2 separate regions of the Mus musculus genome follow, and region 2 is linked to region 1. The links are chromatin contacts, called in public Hi-C maps. All regions are on one chromosome and are shown on one strand. The core of a region is the stretch at or near the end of the contact, and the rest is flanking DNA. Distances in the headings are between cores, read along the strand shown.

The links. A called contact is a pair of places that touch in the nucleus more often than the background predicts.
Region 2: a contact with region 1 is called in a Hi-C map of bone marrow-derived macrophages, with 42 read pairs. The contact joins the promoter of Dctn1 here to the promoter of Mthfd2 in region 1. A contact is called at or near these places in 9 of 39 promoter capture datasets (the C10 cell line, the SN4741 cell line, cranial neural crest and 6 more), 5 of 484 Hi-C or Micro-C datasets (the G1E-ER4 cell line, bone marrow-derived macrophages, cerebral cortex and 1 more), 10 of 115 datasets of contacts at active chromatin or transcription factors (bone marrow-derived macrophages, craniofacial prominence, embryonic forebrain and 6 more) and 4 of 9 other capture datasets (adipose tissue, liver, macrophages and 1 more).

What each region holds. Positions count from the first base shown.
Region 1 is chr6:83,314,952-83,320,714 of GRCm38.p6, forward strand. It overlaps Mthfd2 (methylenetetrahydrofolate dehydrogenase (NAD+ dependent), methenyltetrahydrofolate cyclohydrolase), which reads right to left and starts at 2,653. Exons shown (of 8, transcript NM_008638.2): 1 at 2,478-2,653. The coding sequence starts at 2,578.
Region 2 is chr6:83,177,326-83,183,088 of GRCm38.p6, forward strand. It overlaps Dctn1 (dynactin 1), which reads left to right and starts at 2,264. Exons shown (of 32, transcript NM_007835.2): 1 at 2,264-2,580; 2 at 5,199-5,444; 3 at 5,734-5,763. The coding sequence starts at 2,548.

The sequences.
Region 1 (5,763 bases), core at 1,403-3,902:
AGCCTAGTCTACATGGTGAGTTCTAGGACAGCCAGGACTACACAGGGGATTATCACAACAACAGGAAGTTAACTAAGACTAGGGTAGTCTTCCTCACAAGTGCTCTCTGGCCTATCCCCTTGTCCAGTCACAGCCGACATACCAAGGTTTTCCTTGGCTATATGGCTAGTCCAAAGCCAACCTGAGTACGTGAGATCCTGGAGAGGGCATCAGGGAAGAAAGAAGATGTATACATGCTAATAATCACACACACACACACACACACACACACACACACACACACAGAAGAATTTAGCTTGTACTTCATAAAAAGTTTCTTTGGGAAGCAGTAAATGCAGAGAAGACAGGAGAAGCCCACTTGGACTAAAAATGACAGGCTGGTGTTAAGGACATTGGGTTCTGAAGAGGCCAGTGTTCCAGGTCCTAATCTCTTTTTTGCTGGAAGGTTCAAGATGTTATGCCAATTTACTTTAGAAAAAAAAAGAGAGAGAGAAAAAAAAAAACCAAAACAAACAAAGTAACACAAAGCCAGGCCACAATGCCAAGAAGATTGTTCATAATCCAGCTACATGCTAACCTTCTGTGGCTTCCCACTGCACTGAAAACCAGGAGCCATTTCCTAGGCTCCTCATCCCTGTGCCAAGGGCTGAATTAAGTAACTCCTTAGAGGGAGATAGGAGACTGAGCTCAGACCCAAAATTAAAAAAATGAAAGTAAATTCAACACCTGTGCACTTAGTTTAGATGTGACATGCTTCCACAGATGTGCGCTGGGATTTTCCACTAAAATGACAGACTAGAAAGAAGTCCAATAAAGGTCAAAACTAAAACCCAAGTCAGACATATTTATTTTCCTCTTAAACCAACAGTTATTGATTTTACAGTCAATAAGTATCAGGAAAGCTTTTCAGCTCCCGACCAAGTTATTTTGGGAAAAGTTCTGCTACTTAATTGATGGACCGGCAACGAGAAAGACAGAGAGAGGAATGAAACCAATATCGACTGAACAATAGATATTTTGCCATCCCCTTTCCATAAATTAATCTTGGTTCTTCGGCTTACCATAAAAACCCTGCTGAATGCAGCAAAGATGGATGATAGTAAGAAACAAGCTGTAAGTGTAAACAGCTGCCACCAAGTCCATTTACTCTCCCGCCCACCGTCTCCCAGGCAACAGTACTCTTCCCTCCAGCCCCGGAGTTTATGTTCCTGAAACCCTGGGTCGGCAAGGCAGGCACTGCAATTATCAAATGTGCAGGACGGCGAACACAGATCGACTTCAGAGATACGAAGCCCACACTTCTCAGAAAAGCATGCAAGAGTAAACCCGGAGAAGGAGCAAAGTGGTCCAGTTTTTTTGGGTAATGAATTACAGGATCTTTTCAGTTAGCAAAGTCTCTGACACGTGTGGTCCACAGACATATGGAGCCAGAACTCAGGAAGAGGAAAGGAAGAACAGGGAAATAAAAGGTGGAATTCAATGTGGGAGGTCAGGATCTGATCTTGGAAAACCCTTTCAAGTCCTGCAAAACCTCAGGATCCAGTGCACCAACATGCAAGGCTCCAGAAATATTTTTATTGCCTTCCACCTAGTATTCACAACCCCTCTAGGACTCTTCTTCCTAGGCACAGAAATTGGAGTTTGAGGCCAAGAAAGACCCAATAAATCAATTATCCCCCGAAAGAAGTGCATAAAACTTTTCTGCCTTCCTCATTAGTTTGGTTTTTTTCTTTTCCCAGTCAACTTACTTTGGGGGCTGAGAGGCCTTCATATATTTCAACTTTTAAAATTATGAAAAAATATGTATACGATTTTTACCATTGTGACTTTTTTAAAATTAGGCTGGTCTCTAACTCACTCTATAGACCAAGTTGGCTTTGAACCGCAGTAATCCTCCTGCCTCACAAGCAATCTCACCGCGCCCGGCTCTGGCAATTTTAAAGCGTACGGTTTATGTGGTATTAAACACTCACAGAATGGTGTGACCACCACAGTGGTCCACGTGCAGATCGGAAGCTCCAACACCCTAGCTCCCTCTAAAACAATGCACCCTACTCCCAGCAGCCCCCAGCAACTTCTGGGGCATGTATCATTTTAGGTTGCCAAGGCTAGAACTGGTGGGCTCCAGAGTGGACTGCGAAGGGCCACCATCAAGCTGGGGCATCTTGCGAACCACACCCACCCGGGAGGAGGGAAGTTGGTACCCTTGGAGCAAGCCGGCTCACAGATTTCATCAGACTGCAGCAACCCGGGCTGCCGCTAGGGTCCGGGAAGGGCAGACCTCTCCGCACCCATCTCTGCAGTGGCAGAACAGTGTCCCCTGCCAAGCGTCCGCATCTCCACGTGCACCCCGGTGCCACGTTGCCCCGCCACACCTCTCCGTTGGGGGCTGGCCCCGAGGCCGGGTGATGCTTGGGAAGGATATCTGTCCACGCCGCGCTCCGCAACCCCACGGACTCGCTCCCCGACACACTCACCGCACTGCCGCCAGGTGGAAGGGCTGTAGGCGGGGGTGGCAGCCGTGCGTGGGGCGCAACAACCGCACAGCCAACGCAGACAACAAGGAAACTGAAGCCATGGCTCGCGCCGGTGCCCGCGCCGGAGAGAAGCGCGCGCGCGGGCCACGAAGCTATACCCCGGGCCCACGAAAGCCCCGCCTCCCGCGCGCCCATTGGCCCCTGAGCCGGCGTAGGAGCCAATAGGAGATCTCAGTTCTACGTAAGCTGGTCCAGGAGCAGGTCCTGATTGGCTGAAGGAGTCAAGCCCCTGACTGAGGAGAGGCAGCAGTGGTCCCTCAGCTAGGCCAACTGAATCTGGGGTTCATTCATTCATTCATCAAACAAAAATCTGAACCAGCTACTGTGTGCTGAGAACCCCTGAAAGGCACTAAAAAAAAATTTTTTTTTAAAAGGAGAAATCATCATTTGGCAAAATCATACTAAAAATTGATCTGGAATCACCCAAGGATGTCAAAACAGCAGGGTGAAACCTGAAAAAGGAGCAAGATATTTACTTGTAGTTTTGCCATATAGAGGCCAGTAAGATGACTCAACAGTTAAGATTACTTACCGCTCTTACAAATTGCCCAAGTTCGATTCTGATCCTTCTAGTGACTCAAAACCTCTTGTAACTCCCGCTCCTCCTACAACACCAGCTCTGGAGGATCAGACACTTCTGGCCTCTAAGGGCACCCCCAGGCACACGTCATACACACACACACACACACACACACACACACACACACACACACACACACGCATGCACACAGACACTTTCTGGCCTCCAAAGCCCCCCCCCCCCCACCATGGACACATGCAATGTACATATAAATTAAAACGAAGCTTTTATAAAAAGTTAACCAGGAGCTTTTACATGTACCTTTGTGTGTGTGTGTGTGTGTGTGTGTGTGTGTGTGTGTGTATACATATATATATATATTCATGTGTATACGTATACTGAAAAGAACAGCAGGTTCTCTTAATTGCTGAGTCTTCTCTCTAGCCCTCTACTCTTAAAAAAAATCAAGTTAACATTACCATTCATGGGACAAACATTTTGTGGCCTTGCTATGAGGCATTTACCAAAATATTTCACTTGATAATTCTAAACAAATCTGAAATTTTAATGTAGTGACTTTCTTAAACCAGGAGGACTCCACTAGTGGTTAGTCTTCCATGGATTTAGAGTCACCTCCTGGGAGACAGCACTTCTGGGTGTGTCTGTGAGAGGTGCAACTAAAGAGGAAATGTCCACCCATCCCATGGACTGGGGACTGAGGATCAGTAAAATGGAGGAAAGGAGGAAGCCTGCCTGTGCTCCCCCCTCTCTGTTTCCCAGTGCAGAGATGTGAGCCAGCAGCCTCAGTCTCCTGCTGCCACAGCTGGGAGCTGCTCTTTGTCCCCCACAATGGGTTGTGTATCCCCAAACCGCCCATAGTACAACTGTGTCTTCCCTTAGGTTCCCTTGTCAGGTAAGGGTCAGGTAATTTGGTTTTGTGTACATTTATGCATATATATATATATATATTATGTATATATATTCATTCATGTGTATATGTATGTGCACACGTATGGAGGTAAAAGGTCAACATGGGGTTGACCTTCCTCAATCACTCACCACCTAATTTTTTGCGTGTGTATGTGTATGAGTGTGGTACATCCACAGGAGCACATGGAGGCCACAATAGGCCATCAGGTACCCTACTCTGCTTATTCTCTTGACACAGGGTATGTCACTGAATCTGAAGCTAGGCAGATCAACCTCCAGTGACCCTCCTGTCTCTGCCTCCAGCGCTTAAGGACTATAGGCACAGGTACAACCATATTTTTTATGTGGGTGTTGGGGATTTGAACTCAGATCCTCATGCTTGTGCGGCTGGAACTTCATTACTCACTGAGTCATCTCTCCAGTCCCTAGGTTTCTCTTCTTTCCTTCCTTCATTTCTTCTTTCCTTGCAGTACTGAGGATAAAACCCAGAGCTCCTCACAGGTCATTCTAGACAAGCGCTCTACCACTGAGTTCTCAATCTCTCTGTCTCTGTCAATCTTTGTCTCTGTCTCTGTCTCTGTCTGTCTGTCTGTCTGTCTGTCTGTCTCTCTCTCTCTATATATATATATATATATATACATAAATATATACACACATATACATATATATACACACACATATACATATATACACACATATACATACACACACACACATATATACATACACACACACACATATATACACACATATGTACACACACACCAGGTTCTAGCCTCAGTCTGCTGAATCTGGGATTACAGGCATGCTCCACCACACCTGGCTTCCTAGTGTTGTTTTTAATGTGCTTAATAAAAAGACTTGCTTCAAAAAAAAAAAAGAATAAAAAAATGAAAAACAAAAACAAAAAAAAAGACTTGCTTCCATGTTTCCTAGAATACTATATTTAAATGTCATTTGCTTTACAAAAGTGCTTCTTAGCCAGTTTTTATTTTATTTACTCTTTCCCCTTGCCCCTGCTCTTCTTTCTTGGCATGTGTATTCATATGTGTATGTGATGTGGGTAAGTACGTGTGTGGAAGCCAGAAGTTAATATTGGTATTTTTCTTTGTCCCTCTTCCCTCTATTCATTGAGGCAAGACTTCTGATTGAACCTAGGGTTGCCAGTTTGGCTAGTCCAGTTAGCCAGGTAGTCCTGAGTCTTCCTTGTCTCCACCTCCAGAGCGCTGAGGCTGCAGACAGAGCCTCACACCAGCCTGGCTTTTACAAGGGTGGCAGGGATCCAAACTAAAGTCCTTATGCTTGCACACTGGGTGTTTTACCCACCAAGCCATCTCACCAGTACCTCACCTCTGTGCTGGCTAAGCTTGTCAACTTGACACAAGCTAGAGTTGTATAAAAGGTGAGAAGCTCAGTTGAGAAAATGTCTCCATAAGGTCCCACTATAGGACATTTTCTTGGTGATTTAACCGATTGTGGGTGGTGCCATCCCTGGGCTGGTGGTTCTGGGTACTATAAGAAAGAAGGCTGAGCAAGCCAGGGGAAGCAAGCCAGTAAGCAGCATCCCTCCGTGGCTTCTGCATCAGCTCCTGCCTGACTTCTTCTTGAACAGTGATTCAGAAATGTAAGCCGAATAAATCCTGTCCTCTCTTGCTTTGGTCATGTGTTTCAACACAGCAATTGTAACCTTAACTAAGACACTCTCTCCTTTTGATAAGTAAGATTATAAAATGACTCTGGAGATTGCCTTGGGTGATTTATTTTTTACCTAATAAA
Region 2 (5,763 bases), core at 1,014-3,513, 140 kb before region 1:
TTCCCTTTTTGTTTGTCTGTTTGTTTTGAGTCAGGATCTCTCTCTCTCTCTCTCTCTCTCTCTCCCTCTCTCTCTCTCTCTCTCTCTCTGTTTATTTATTATATGTAAGTACACAGTAGCTGTCTTCAGATGCTCCAGAAGAGATCATCAGACCCCATTACAATGGCTGTGACCCACCATGTGGTTGCTGGGGTTTGAACTCAGGACCTTTGGAAGAGCGGTCGGTGCTCTTTGTTTTGCATTGTGTATGGCTGTGTCTCTATGTGAACATATACACAGTGTGCATACATAGGGAGGTCGGAGGAGTCAGATCCCCAGAGCCACCTGATGTGGGTGCTGGGAACCAAACTCAGGTCCTCAGACATAGGAGCTGGACATGTACTTAACAGCTTAGCCATCTCTCTAGTCCTTATTTTTATTTTTAAAAAGGATTTATTTTAAAGTAAGTGTGTGTGTGTGTGTGTGTGTGTGTGTACACACATAAATAGAGGTTCCTGCAGCAGTCAGAGGCATCTCATCTTGAGCTGGAGTTACAAGTAGTTGTGAGTGGCACAGCATGGCTGCAGGTAACCATGGTAACAGAGTAAACTCAGGTCCTTTGCAAGAAGAGCAAGACCTTTTAGCCACTGAGCCATCTCTCCAACCCCTGTCCTAAATATTTTATTTTTTAAGTTTTATTTTATGGTGTATGGGTGTTTTGCCTGCATGTATGTCTGTGTAGCATGTGTGTACCATGCCCTTGGAGTTTAGAAAAGGGTAATAGATCCCCTAGGACTGGAATTAAAGGCACTTGTGAACCTCTATGTAGGTGCTGGGATGAACCTATGGTTTTTTTTTTTTTTTTTTAAATGGTTTTTTCGAGACAGGGTTTCTCTGTATAGCTCTGGCTGTCCTGGAACTCACTTTGTAGACCAGGCTGGCCTCGAACTCAGAAATCCGCCTGCCTCTGCTTCCCAAGTGCTGGGATTAAAGGTGTGTGCCACCATGCCTGGCAAATCTATGTTTTCTGCAAAAGCAACCAGTGTTCTTAATTGCTGAGCCATCTCTCTAGCCCCCGTTTCTGTTCTACCCACTGAGCAATCTGCCGAGCCCTAACGTGATGTTTTGAAATGTGTTCTGTAGGCACTCTGAGTGGGTTTAGTACGATTGTCTGGGCTGGGGTGGATATGAAGGCAGAGCAACCTGGACACTGCGGGGGAAGCAGAGGTGGGGTCCTGATGGTTCTGGGCAGAAGTAAGGCACAGAGACTGTTTTGGTTGAGAGGTTAATCTAGCATATAAAGGGACTGGCTTCATTATGGTGTTCTTCCAGGTGGGCATCACCTAACAGAACTGCTTTGTGGCATTATCCTGTGTTAGGCAAGTGTGCAGAGTGGCAGAAATTGCAGTCTTGTCAGTGAAGGAAGACAAGTGTATTCAGGGACTAGGTCCACATTACAGCCAGGGGATCCAGTGGTTAGACCCCAGGCCCTTTGCTTAAGGGGTAAGACCTTAGGCATTGACCTGTGAATAATAAATGAGGTAGCATGTGGAAACCTTTGACTAGAATAAGTAGTTTCATTAAATTAACACCATCTGTTTTAAAATTATGAAGGTAATATAACATAACTAAGGAAGCTTGTGAAGTACACAACTATAAAAAATAAGTTGGCTTGTTGAGTCTGATGTTAGAAGACAAGGCCAAGGGTAAAAGAGATGAGGACCTGGGTAAAGTGGACTTGGGCCAAGGGGACAGTGAGGTGCTTAGCTTTTGAAAACTACCTTTAATAATCCCATTGAATGTGATATCTTGGGGATCAGAGCCTGCCTGACACAGGCAGAGGAGGGAGTGACTGTGGGGACCTCTGCTGTTGCAGGGGTGGGGAGCTGGGTACTCATGGCTTTCTCTGGGTGAGCAGGCTTCTAGCTCTGCCCCTCCTGTTTATCTGGCCCAGTGTAAGACAGAGATCGAGACCCTCGTCGTGTGGAGTCCAGACATCTTTCTGGTAGGGTGACACAGAAAAGCAGCAGAAGGGACTAGAAGGCCTGTGAAAGCAGTTTGATGAAGTGCTGATCATTTTGAAGTGGCACTTGATGCTTGGGGACCTGCTGAAGCCTCACTCACTGGGACTGGGGGCAGTGATAGTGAGGGGTACAGGTGGGGAAGAAGTGTCACCTCCAGAACCCTGCCTGCACTCTGGTGCTGAGGATTTCTTGCCTACCCATCCCTGGGTTCGTGTGAAGGAGGGGAGCACTAGGACCCAGAGGCCAGCATGCTTCCTGACAGTCTAGAGCAGCACTAGCGCAGAGTGAGACTCATCAGCTGGCAAGCGGGGCTCAGTGTCTCTGGGTTCAGGAATCCTTGGGCAGTAGAAGGGACTTACTCCTCAGCCCCATCACTGCTCCTGCCCCTCCAGAGGGAGGACCATGGACGGAGGGAGGTCCGTGGCTAACGGCTTCTGAGCCGTCCGTCCATGCAGGCCCATCACCCTGACCCCTCCTGCCTAGGTTTCTGCCTTTTCTCTGTCTTTGGCTAGCTGGGGGAGGGGGTAGAGTCCGGGTGAGCAACATGGCCCAGAGCAGGAGGCACATGTCCAGTCGGGTAAGTGGCCCCAGTCAATATGGGATGGCCCTGGGAGGGCTGCTGGACCAGGCCGGGTGCCTGTGGACATCACTTGTGTGGGGGCTGGGGAGGCAGGCTGGCTCTCAGCTGAGGTACTCACACACTGGGCTTCTGAGGAGCCTTCAGAGCGCTGACAGGGGCAGGCTGGACAAGGTACCCCACCCACCCACCCAGTTGGGTCCTAACTGGGGCCCAACTAGACTTGACCTCTGACTCCAGCTGGCTCTGAGGCCAGGGATTTCTGAGGGGTCCAGTCTGTCTTTGACTGGCCTGGGGGTCAGAAGGCCTAGCTGTGAGGCTCTTTTCAGATGCCCTGCTATCTGCCTCTGCTCTCTCCTCTGTGAGGTTAGATTTGCATCCACTGTTAGAGCCACCTGACTCCGAGAGGCGTGTTGGGAGGTGTGGGAGGGTCTTTTCTGAGTTTGTGTCCAGCCTTGATATCATTGGCAGTTTCCTTTATTGTCAGGCCCATGAGCTCTTCATTGTCCCTGGTATAGTTTGAGGTCCCCACATCCCTAGGAGCTCTGTCCTTACCTTACTGGTGGGGCTTTGTGAAGAGAGGGGCTAGGGAATGACAGCTGGGAAGGGTTTGACTTCCCAGGCTCTGGCAGGGCTCCTTTCTGAAGCTAACTGTGGTGTGTGTGTGTGTGTTTGGGGGGTATCAGGAAAGACCCCTCCCCCGAGCCTTTAGGTCCACGGGGGTCACATTTTCTTGCCTTATTTATTTGCTACAATCTCTCTGGTTCATGGAACAGCTATTGCTAAAAATGGCTTAGGTGTGATTTTCTTCCAAATCGTGGTCTGATCTGGGACCTAATTTCATGTGTTCTGTCATCACGGGTATGTAAGAATCTGGGTATGACCCAAGGACAGCGTTTTGTTTGTACCTTTGCCAACCCAGATGAACTACTGGGCAGGGTTTGAGGACAGTAAAGGGCTAACTTGAGGTATTTTGTTTATTTGTTTGTGCTCTTCATTTTATGACACCGTGGCCTGCAGGGTTTGGGGGAGAGCAGACAATAGGACATGGGCCCTGAGGAGGGTGCTGGTGAATGTGCTGTAGTCAACAGTCTAGCAGTGCCAGGTAGATATGGAGATGGACTGACAGCAATCATATCAGCAAGGCATGGTGGTGGCTGTGGCCCTGGAAAGAGGTGCAGTTCTGTCTTTCTGAGAAGTCTAGGTGGACGTGCTGATGCGTGCCAGTGAGCCCAGCATTCAGGGGGCTGGGGTAGGAGGGCTGCAAGTTTCAGACCAGCCTAGGGTGGTACTGAGATTCTGTTTCAAAGAACAGTGACAAAAATTTTAAAAGGCTCGTGTGCACGCACACACACACACACACTCAGGAAGAGGAGGAAGAGGAGGAGGAAGAAGAGGAAGGAGAGGAAGGAGGAAGAGAAGAAGAGGAGGAGGAGGAGGAGGAGGAGTGGAGGAGGGTGGAGGAGCTGGAGAAAGGCATTTGGTTTGAGTCCCAGGGAGACCGAGGACAGTGGAGAGAGCCACCACTGAGCTGCTAACTTTCTCAGCTCTGGTTCCTGGGACAGGGTTGTGGGGAGCCTGGTCTGAATTGAGTTGTTTGCTTGTTCTTACATCCTTTCCTTGGGGACAGTACACCCTAGAAGCAGCTATATGGTGATATTCAAAGATCTATCAGTAAATCCTAATTTGTTATACAATTTAAATATAAATTCTTTTTTAAAAATTTCAGTAGATTCTAGAGAATTTTAGAGTCTTTTTTTTCTTTTAAAGATTGTTATTGCTGAGCTGTGGTGGCACACACCTTTAATACCAGCACTTGGGAGGCAGAGACAGGCAGATCTCCAAATTTGAGGTCAGCCTAGTCTACAGAGTGAATTTCAAGACAGCCAGGGCTACACAGTGAAACCCTGTCTCTAAAAAACAAACAATAAAAAATGGATTGCTTATTGTTCATTTTTGTGACATTTTTTTTTCTAGAGTTTCTTCTTACTGTAGGCCAGGCTGGCCTCGAGCTCACCGGGTAGTCCAGGCTGGCCTCAAGCTCATGGTAATCCTGTCTCAGCTCCCCAAGTGCTGGAATCCCATGTGTGAGCTAGCAAAACAAGCTTTTTAAACATTTCTTTTTATTTATTTATTTATTTATTTATTATATGTAAGCACACTGTAGCTGTCTTCAGACACTCCAAGAAGAGAGCATCAGATTTTGTTACGGATGGTTGTAAGCCACCATGTGGTTGCTAGGATTTGAACTCAAGACCTTCGGAAGAGCAGTCGGCACTCTTAACCGCTGAGCCATCTCACCAGACCCCTAAACATTTCTTGAAACAAGGTCTCATTATGTTGCCCAGGCTGTTCCTTTAACTTACCTTATATAGCCAAGGTTGGCCTCAAACTCATGGCTCGCCTCCTGATTCAACCACCCGGGTGTTGAAGTCCTGGACATATGCTCTACCTGGCTTTGGGGAAGTTCTGAACATGTCACTGATGTTTTCCAGAGGGGAGTTTGTAGTCTCACTTTGTCCTGAGAATGGAGTTTAAAGGCGTGACTTGTGGTTTCTAGGTCCAGGACGCTGTCCTGAGCCTCTGACTGACCATGTTGGCATATGTCTTTCTTCCAGACGCCGAGTGGCAGCAGGATGAGTACGGAGGCAAGCGCCCGGCCCCTGCGGGTTGGCTCCCGCGTGGAGGTGATTGGGAAGGGCCACCGAGGCACTGTGGCCTATGTTGGAGCCACACTCTTTGCCACTGGCAAATGGGTGGGCGTGATTCTGGATGAAGCAAAAGGCAAAAATGATGGCACTGTCCAGGGAAGGAAGTATTTCACATGTGATGAAGGCCACGGCATCTTTGTACGCCAGTCCCAGGTAACTGATGGTGCGAGCCTGGGTGCACATTTGGCGTCTGTGTGTGTGTGTGTGTGTGTGTGTGTGTGTGTGTGTGTGTGTGTGTTTGTGTGAGTGCATGCTCACTTTTGTACAAACATCTGTTGCTTGTGCTGCTAGTGTGTCCTTTTTCCTAAGTCGGATGAAGGCTGTGGTTGGGAGAAAGGCAAGATCAAGCCTGTTCTGTCCCCAGCTTGCTCGGGAGCTCAGGAGGGACCCATGGTATAGGCATTCTTGATCTGACTGCATTGGGTATGTTCTTTGGCCTCAGATCCAAGTATTTGAAGATGGAGCAGATACT